Linked DNA regions of Ovis aries: region 2 is linked to region 1. Evidence: chromatin contacts called from public Hi-C data. All regions are on one chromosome and are shown on one strand. Each heading gives the region's core, a stretch centred on a gene start, on an enhancer-like site or on the middle of the called end of the contact. The rest is flanking DNA. Distances are from core to core; before and after follow the strand shown.

Region 1 (4,696 bases), core at 1,967-4,466:
CCCCAGACAGTGAGTTCCTCTCTGGGTCCCCAGGGCTGGTCCAGGGTGGGTGTCACTGAGTGACTGTGGAGTGAGTGAGGGAATGAATGAATGACTAGAGGAGGGGTAGGCTCTTGAGCATCTTTGCCTGGGTATCCCCCCAGCACCACTGAGGGTCCACTGGCCCAGGCCCAGAGCTCCCTAGCACCTCACTGAGTGAGTTTTTGGATGTCAGAGGCAGAGCAGACGCTTGGGGATGAGGCGGGTGGAGAATCAGTTCGCGGACTCCAGGTCAGGCCAGGCTGGAAGAGGTCATGCAGCAGCTAGGCTTCCTGCACCAGGGGGCTTAGAAGGACAGGCCGAGCAGGCGGTGAGCACCAGGGCCATTCAAGATAGTGGGACTGGGTGTGAGAAAAGGGAGGTAAGTGTGAGTTGAGGGGAGGCAGCAGGCAGAAGCTTGACTGGCCAGGATTTTAACTCATGTGTGGCCTGTGATCACCTTGGACCCTGTGGTCGTCTTTCATGCAGCCCTTGGACTCAGCAGAGGGCAGAGGCCGTCGGGTGGTAGAGGTAGAGGGTGTAACAGAGTTGAGCCTGAGGACCTTGGTCTGAGGTGGAAAGAGGGAGTGAAGTCGACGAAGTCTTACAGGACTTGCCTCACTCTGCCCCCTCCTTGTGGAGAAGAGTGTGTTCTCCCTGGAAACCCCGGGTTGGAGTAAGGGAGCTGGTGTGTGTGTTTATGGGGGGCTGGATCCCTACGGCTGCTGCTTCCTTTTTCTTCTCACTACCCTTTCCTGCCCTCATAGGCTCCTTACCCAAATGGGTGGTGAATAAATCTTCTCAGTTCCTGGCTCCCAAGGTGAGTGACCTTGGGACTTGGCGGGTGTGGAGGTTCGGGGGAGAGCGTTCTGGGATGCAGGGATGGAGTCCGGGAAAGGGAGTCAGGGGGCGGGGCTAGGGCTGAGGAGCGGGGTTACGAAACCCCAGCTGGAGTCAGGATCCTGGGAACAGTGGTCTGAGCCGCTGGAGGGCGTGGGAGCAGGCGCGGTGAAGGCCTAGTCCCACTCCCAGCTCACCCCTTATCCGGCGGTACAACCGGTCCGCAGGCCATGAAGAAGATGTACAAAGCCTGCGTCAAATACCCTGAGTGGAAGCAGAAGCATCAACCACACTTCAAACCGTGGCTACACCCGGAGCAGAGCTCGTTGCCGAGCCTGGCGCTGTCGGAGCTGTCAGTGCAACATGCGGACTCGCTGGAGAACATCGACGAGAGCGCGGTGGCAGAGAGCCGGGAGGATCGCACAGGCAGCGCAGGTGGTGGCGAGGGCAGCGATGACGACACCTCGCTCACCTGAGCGCGGCACCACGGCAGGGACGGCGATACTACGGGGCGGAGCCCAGAGGCGGCGGATCCTCCCCCGCTTTCTCCCCTCCCCCACCTCCTGCGCCTCCTGGGGACGCTGGGCTCGGGCCCAGGCTGGCGCTGCGGCCTGGCTGGACACAGCCCCAATAAATGATCCCACAGCCTCATCTGGCTCATCACTGTGCCTCCTTCCCACTTGCTCGGGGGCACGGGCACCGCCCTCGGTCCCTTTGTTCTACAGTTCATTTTGTTAATTTTATTACCCATCACGGGCTTTTGCTCCTTTAGACATCCCCTCATTTCCCCATGTGAAGCGGGGGTAGTTGTCAACCCTCCTGTCCGTGGTGTGTTCATTCATTAGTTGACTCTTCATTCATCCACCTGTCCTTGTTGTGTGTGCATCCTGCTATTCACTCAGGTTCTTAGGCTAACTTTCACTGCTCTAACAGAAGAAACAAGTCTGGTCAGGGTCAGAGAATGGGCTTCTATTGTAGGACCTGCAGCCCAAGACTCCCTGGGTCCAACCTATGGACTGAGGGTCTGACATGTGCCCGTTGTGACAGAAGGAGGGGCAGAGGTCCTTGGCACTCAGACCACAGGGCTGTAGGCCCAGAGCTTAGGTAGGGGCAGCATTCTCTGCAGGAAGTTTGGGGGTTGAGGGGAATGTTGTCAGACTCCAGTGTAGTGAAGGGACCAGGCCCTGTGAACTGAGTCCTTTCTACCTCAGGCCTGTGCTAACAGAGAAGGTGGGGCCTCCAACCCCTTGCCAAGACGCCAGTCCCCTGGTCCTGTGTTCCCCACAGCAGCTTTGAAGTCTAGAGGGGTGCGTGGCCTCTCCTGCTGTCTGTAGCCTACAGGTGCCCTCTGCTGCCTGAGGGTTACCTCTGCTTTCAGGTCGGGAGGAGGGCGCTGTGCCCCACCCCTCTCCAGTGTTTCTGTACCCCATATGAACTGGGGGCCAGAAGTTCTCCCCAAGGTCTGGCCCTCCACGCTCCCGGGAAACGACCTACCTTTGCCTTGTCAGGAAAACACTTGGAGTCCACTTTTTCCAGGAAGGGCAGGGTGAATATCCAGTAGGGGTAGGCAGGAGATTCTGTAACTCACCAACGCTTGGCTGGTTTACCCAATACTGGCTTTGTAACTTTGGGCAAGCCCTGGAGCTTCTTTGGAGCCTCATTTCCTAATCTATAAACTGGGGTAATAGTTTTTAACCTTCAGGCAGATTGAGATAGAAGAAATCAGTTGCCCAGCCCTGGGCTTGGCATGTAGTAGGTGCTCAAATTAATGACACCCAATCTCAGCCCTGGACACAGGACCTGGGAATGCCTGTCAAACCCCAGACCCTCATCTGCTGTGTATGCTGGTAGGATAAGTGGAAATCTCCCATTCTCTAGGCCAGGGAAGCTGCCTGGCCGCCGGGATCTCAGGCTGCAGCCTTTAACTAAGGGATCCTTGGACACTCTGACTTGCATCTTCCCCACCACCCTGCTCCTGAGAGATGTGGGCCCAGGGACAGAAGTAGGATATTCTCGAAGAATGAAGTGGGTAAGGACTTCCTGGAGGAAGAGGTCAGGAACTTGCGTTTTCCAGTTTCCCACTGCCCCTTACCGCTCTGGGGGTGGGGCGGTTTGTGACTTGTCCCTCCCAGGGAGAGGGGTGGCAGAAAGCGGAGAGGCTCAGGAGGAGGGCAGGGGTGGTGGAGGCAGACCTCAGCTTCAGGAGACGTAGACGGATCTGTGAGCAGCGAGATGGACAGGGGAGACGCACAGATCAACGTGTCCGCAAGGCCTGCGAACTCCAGGAACGTGACTGGGCGTGGCCGGGAAGGGGCGGGTCCTTGTCCCCTTCCCCGCCCTCTCCTCCCCGGGGCGTCACGTGGGGCGGGCGGAAGAGCCAGGCGGGGTGGGCGCGCCCGGCCTGCGGCCGCGAGTTGACTACGACGGTGTCGTTGGTGGCGCCGGGGCCCCGGCTACGCGCGTGGAGTCTTGGATCAGAACAGGTCAGTGCGGCATCGGGGGCTTCCCCGTCCGCCGCCCCTTGGCCAGGTGTGGCTCGGAGTTTCCCCATTCCGCGGAAGGGAACGCCGAGGCTGCGCGGCAACTCTGCGCCCGGCACCTACTTCCGCGGGAGTTTCACTAGGTCACGTCTTCTGTACTGACTGGCGGCGGGGATGGAGTCGCCTCCTGAGGATATGCGGTCGGACCAGAAACGGTAGGGAGGAGGGCGAACCAGCGGGAAAAGGGGCTTCCAGCCCTTAGCCCTTTGTCGTGAAGCCTCCCAGGTTCCAGAGCTAACCCTCTTTCGGGTGCCTTGATTTTTTCATCTGTGAAATGAAGGCTCCCACTTCTTTGACTGCGGAGACCCTTACAGGTCTGCTGGTTCATAAGACCTTATGCACTGGACCTGGGGCTCTAGTGATCTTGGGCAGACGACTTCCGGTCTTTCCGCCCCAATTCCCCACCAGTAAATGGGGGCATGGCCTCCCAAGAGCCCCTACCTGCCCCAGTTGCTGGAAAAAGAAGGTGTGTGTGTTCACTGAACAGGGTCAAGCCTGGAGTGGGTTATTGGGACTGGAGGAAGCAAACTCAGAATGCGGCCTGAGGGTGTGTGGTGGGTGTCTGGTCCCAGATCTCCAGGGCTGATTTTTAGCGCTGGTGAGCTCTGGTCGGCATCTGGTATATGCACCCCACTCCCCCAAGGCTCCTGTCCCGGGGAGCCTGCTTTGATCCCCAGGCTTGGTGGGGGGAGTGCTATAGGTTGGACAGATGTATGGAGGTACTCAGGGAAGGATTTGACTGTGCAGTAAGGTCCAGACAGAGACACCCAGAATACCTGTGCTCAGAGAGCAGTGTGTCTAGGCTGGGAGAGACCTCCCAACAAGCTCATTACAGGGTAGAAGGAGCCCAGCAGAGTCCGAATACAGGTGCAGACAGGTACTGGGGTGGAATCAGACACTGAGACTCTTGGAGGCTCAGGGAGGAGGAGATGATTGGAATTGGCCTTGACAGTTAAGTGGTAATTCACAAGGATAAGGACTCTCAGAGGAAGGCTAAGCTTATGCAAAGGCAGGAACTTGAGCGGTGTGTTTGAGGAATGACAAGGAGATGGAAGTGGCTGGAATGGGTGGCAGAGGTAGGGTGTAGAGAGAACCAGTCCCCCAGTCCCATGGTTGGCTGAGGATGGTTCAGACCCTGCCTTGGGGATCCCCTCTCCCTGTTTGCTGCTTGCTCACTGGAGTAGGGCAGGAGGGGTGGTCCCAGGCAAGAGTCTTAACAACTGTGAAGTGGAAGTGAACAGATTTCTCCCAGGCTTCGTTGGGGCATTCAGGCCTCCCCAGTCAACCCTAGCCTCACC
Region 2 (4,692 bases), core at 1,226-3,725, 36 kb before region 1:
GGTGAAATGTAAATCAGGCAGTAGTTTGATAGCTCAAAGCAAACCAGAGTAAAGGAGCCTACATCAGGTCTGGACTGCTCAGTAGACTCAGGGTCTTGTTTCCTTGGAAACAATAAAGTTCAGGCTCATGTGGAATACATGTTTAGAAGTCCCTTTTCTGAATCTCTCCACACCTGGGTTTTAAACCCTGTCCTCTTAGTTATTTAGCTCTTCTAGGCAAGAGTTCCATTCCTATTCTAAAAGCAAAATTTCTGATAGTCTATGATTTTAGAAAACAAAATTGCTCAGTGAGTAAGAAACAAATAGTCACTTCAAGAAGAAGGTTGTTATGATATTTTATAGCTGCAGTATGTCCCTGGGAAAAATTTTGTTTCTTATTAATTTTGTGGCTGGCTTTCTCTCTGTCTGTTATTTCAGCCTGATGAATACCACAGCAGGTTTTTACAGCCTGAACTAATTTTCAGATTTTCAAGGGACACACAAAGGAGGTGGAATCTGCAAAGACTGAGTGTAGTAAGTAGGCAGTGTGGACAAAAAAAAAAATGTTGCCTGTCAAGTAAGTAAACAAAAATCTTTCCTGCCATCAAGTCATCAGCCCCTGCAGTTACCACTCACAATGGGTGCACCCTGAAGGGGAATTCTGGATGGAGAAAAACAGTATACTAACCCTAGATAGTTTAAGATGCATCAGTTCAGTTCAGTTGCTCAGTCATGTCCAACTCGTTGCGACCCCATGGACTGCAGCACGCCAGGCCTCCCTGTCCATCACCAACTCCCGGAGTCCACCCAAATCCATGTCCATTGAATCGGTGATGCCATCCAACCATCTCATCCTCTGTCGTCCCCTTCTCCTGCCCTCAATCTTTCCCAGCATTAGGGTCTTTTCCCATGAGTCAGCTCTTCGTATCAGGTGGCCAAAGTATTGGAGTTTCAGCTTCAGCATCAGTCCTTCCGATGAATATTCAGGAATTATTTCCTTTAGGATGGACTGGTGGGATCTCCTTGCTGTCGAAGGGATTGTCAAGAGTCTTCTCGAACACCACAGTTCAAAACCACCCCAAAGGAATAATTTCAGTGAGCCTAGACTCTTGCATCTTCCCATACATAAAAGGGCACTAAAAGTCAATTTTTGACGTCTGGTTTCTTGTGTATGAATAGTAATAATCTTTGGATGTTCACTACACTTTTTTTTTTTTCAGGAAAAATTCCTTGCTCCTCCCTTACCTCTTTTGAACAGTCCTTCAGAGCTATCTAAGAGGCTGCCAACCCAGATTATAGTCCTCAGTCAGGAGAAGGCAATGGCAACCCACTCCAGTACTCTTGCCTGGAAAATCCCATGGGCGAAGGAGCCTGGTAGGCTGCAGTCCATGGGGTCATGAAGAGTGGGACACGACTTCACTTTCACTTTTCACTTTCATGCATTGGAGAAGGAAATGGCAACCCACTCCAGTGTTCTTGCCTGGAGAATCCCAGGGACGGGGGAGCCTGGTGGGCTGCTGTCTATGCGGCTGCACAGAGTCGGACACGACTGAAGTGACTTAGCAGCAGCAGCAGCAACAGCAAGGCTGCAAATAAAATGTAGTTCTCAACTTTTACGTGGTGTACTTTTTTTCAGTCGACCGTAGAAAGGAAACTAAAGTCTTAGGTCTCACAAACCAGGAAGATGATTGTTGATTATGAACACGAGGAGGTCTAGTACACTGTGCGCTGTGGAATAAGGTGGCCACTAGCCATAGCTGAAACTCCAATAGTTTGGCCACCTGATGAGAAGAACTGACTCACTGGAAAAGACCCTGATGCTGGGAAAGATTGAAGGCAGGAAGAGAAGAGGACGATAGAGGATGAGATGGTTGGATGGCATCACGGACTCAATGGACATGAGTTTAAGTAGGCTCCGGGAATTGGTGATGAACAAGGAAGCATGGCAGGCTGCAGTCCATGGGGTTGCAAAGAGTCGGAAGCGACTGAGCGACTGAACTGAACTGAGCCCATAAGTGGCTCTTTAAATTGAACTGAAAAGTAATTAATTGGATTTAATTTTTAAATAAATTCAAATAAATATTTTTCTTCCTTCATGGCACTTAACCTCATGTCAAATGTTCAGTAGCCACAGGCTAGTCTCTACCTTATTGGACAGTGCAGCTGTAGAATATTTCCATCGTTACAAGCAGTTAAGAGAAATGAGAGTCACAGGCGATGGTGACCCGTGGGAGTGTAGTCTCAGCCCAACACTCAGCCCAACAGCGCTACTCTCTTCGTTTGACAGCTACCGTGTAACTGTAGCTTGGACCACAACCAAGGCTAAAAGCCGGAGGCTCCACCGCTTCTTCACGTTTCCCTTCGTACACAAACTCACTACCATCGCCACACTCCATCTCCCAACAAGCCCCGGGCCCGTCTTCTGCGACGCTGGCCTCTTGGACTTCTGGGAAATGTAGTTTAAACAGCGTTCAAACTCCGGAAAGGTTCTAGCCACGAACTAAGGCTCCCATGAGGCAGTGCGTGGTCAGTTCCGGTCCAATTCACCGCGGCCGCCAAGTGTGCCGTGAGGGGCCCGCAAGTTGGCACTGGAGTCTTAGTGCAACGGTGACTTGAGATGCAGGAGTCTGGAGGGACCGCGCTGTGCCTCTCCCTGCCACTGCTAAGGTCTCCGCCGCTCCGGAGTTGTAGAGACGCCTCAACCCAAGGCGGAGCCGACCGGGCCCCAGGGAACCGTAGTTAAACTCCAGCCACAACCACTAGGGGACTTGAAAGCAGCGTCCGACGGCGGTCGGTGGGGCGATCCCTGACGGGAAGCGCACGCGTAAATGCCGGGCCTCAGGGCTTCTGTAAACACCAAAGAGCGCCTGCGCGAACGGAGCGCCTGGAGACGGACACGCGGGGGCGCCTTAGCAAAGATAACAGTAATGAACAGTAACGTAACGGTCCCGTTATTTTTCTGCCCTTATTTTTTGTTTTTAAATGGTTTGCTAAGCACAGCTCCCTTCACTGAGTCTGTTAATCTGATCTTTGGGGCACTCATTTTACCAGTGGGACAGCGGGTCAGAGAAAGTGATAGGGAGAGTCCTAGCATCTTTGCGTGTGAGGGACCAACGATGGTTCAGGATACAAGGACTCTAGACTCTGTCTCTGAGTTGCTGAGTTGCTGGTAGTTCTGTTCCCCTAAGCTTTCTGATTTGTAAATGGAAATAGGATATTGGAAGGATCAAATAAGACGCAAAAAATAAACTAAGTTGCCGAGCAATCTATAAGGACAGAAGATTATTATAATCGGTGATTGCACATTGAGGAACTATTTCATCATACTACAAATTGCAAAACTGAGGGCCCCTACAGGGGCAGGAGCTTGCTCCAGGTCTCAGCAGTCTGTGAGCAAGGGCTAAAACCTAGGCTGCCAGCGTTTGGGCTTAGAGCCCTTCCTTGCACCTCCAGAATTAGTTGTCTTTGTTGCATACAGGCTTAGAGAGGCAGACTGTGCCCAGAGTCCAGAGAAGCCCCTATTCCTAATCCTTCTCCTACCTGCTGGGCCTAGTGGAGGAAGACCCTGCTCTGTTGAGATGACTACCAAAGGCAAGAAATTAAGGAGGAGCTGGAGAATCCTGGAGACAGAGGACAGTGTGGCAGAAGCTGTACAGATCCTACTCTCAGAAGAGTGGCCCAGGTAAGGGAAGGAGATCAGATGTGACAGATGAGGGGCTAATGTTAAGGGGACCGACCCTGAATGGAAAAGGGTGGTCTCTATTTCTGAACCCAAGAGGAATTGGGTGCTCAGATGATTCCATCTAGGGCTCTGACAGCTGCCCGTGACAGCTGGAGGGGGTGCCTGTGCTGGCTTGGATGCTAAGGAGAGGAGGTGATGCAGGTTGAGCTGAGAGGCTTTAGGGGCCACTCGCCCAACCAGGTGGAGCTGTCAGGTGGCATTGTGGGCAAACCATACCACCAACCAAGATACTGACCTCTCTGTCCCTTGGAGCGGGGCTGTGCCCAGCTGTCTCTCTCGAGTGCTCTAAGAAGTTCTGGACATAGGTGTGGGAGGGGCTTGGAGCCGCTAAGGTCTGGTTGCAAATAGGGCCTCTTCAGGCAAGTCATGAAAGGAAGGTGTTTGTAGAAATAGAAGTTCAAGATCTTCCCCACCTCTAACTGTCTGATTCTCTGGGCCTTCACTTGTCTCTGTTTTCAGCAGGGGAAACTGAGGCTAACGGAAGAAAAGACTCTCTGCAGGATTCACAAGGAGCTGGCGTAAAACTGGACTAGGATAGGGATCTTTCCATGACATGGCAGTGATCAAACATCTTCATCAAACATTTATTGAGTATCTAATGTATACGCTGAGAAGAGCTACCTTAGGGTACAAACAGAATCCAGGATTGCAGTCAGACTCAGCTTTTAACTTGCCCTCCCAGTGACTTAATGCTGTGATCCTTGGTGAGTCACTACCCTACTCTGAGCCTCACTGTCTCTAGAGTGGGAGTGGTAAGCCGTATCCAGGGCTCTCTGAGGTGTAACTATGAATTAAATGAGTTAAGAACTGTTAAGTGCATATAACAGCACTAGGCCCATGGTACCCGCTCAGTAACTATTAGTCGCTCTTTGTTACTCATGAACACAGGTGGAGGCCAGCTGGAGATAGGGTTCTCCCAGAGTCCGGCAGGAGCGGAGATGCCACCACCTCTCGTCTATTTGCCTTCCAGA

What was found. Hi-C and Micro-C count contacts between places; a contact is called where the count stands out from the background.
Region 2: a Hi-C map of skin fibroblasts shows a contact between it and region 1, with 2.1 times the contacts expected there. The contact joins the enhancer-like site here to the promoter of ARAP1 in region 1. A contact is called at or near these places in 5 of 16 Hi-C or Micro-C datasets (hypothalamus, liver, muscle and 2 more).

What each region holds. Positions count from the first base shown.
Region 1 is chr15:51,025,643-51,030,338 of ARS-UI_Ramb_v3.0, reverse strand. ARAP1 (ArfGAP with RhoGAP domain, ankyrin repeat and PH domain 1) reads left to right here and starts at 3,216. Exons shown (of 34, transcript XM_042233196.2): 1 at 3,216-3,341. STARD10 (StAR related lipid transfer domain containing 10) reads left to right here. Exons shown (of 9, transcript XM_042233206.1): 8 at 786-838; 9 at 1,086-1,509. The coding sequence ends at 1,334.
Region 2 is chr15:51,061,019-51,065,710 of ARS-UI_Ramb_v3.0, reverse strand. It overlaps STARD10 (StAR related lipid transfer domain containing 10), which reads left to right. Exons shown (of 9, transcript XM_042233206.1): 2 at 1,200-3,661. The coding sequence starts at 3,558. Among named protein-coding and RNA genes, the nearest start is that of STARD10, 13 kb to the left of the region's middle. Within about 2 kb of position 2,475, at least 50 of the 54 cell types and tissues checked have an H3K27ac peak or open chromatin away from gene starts, as enhancers often do. A contact at or near this core is called in hypothalamus and liver, where this site is marked.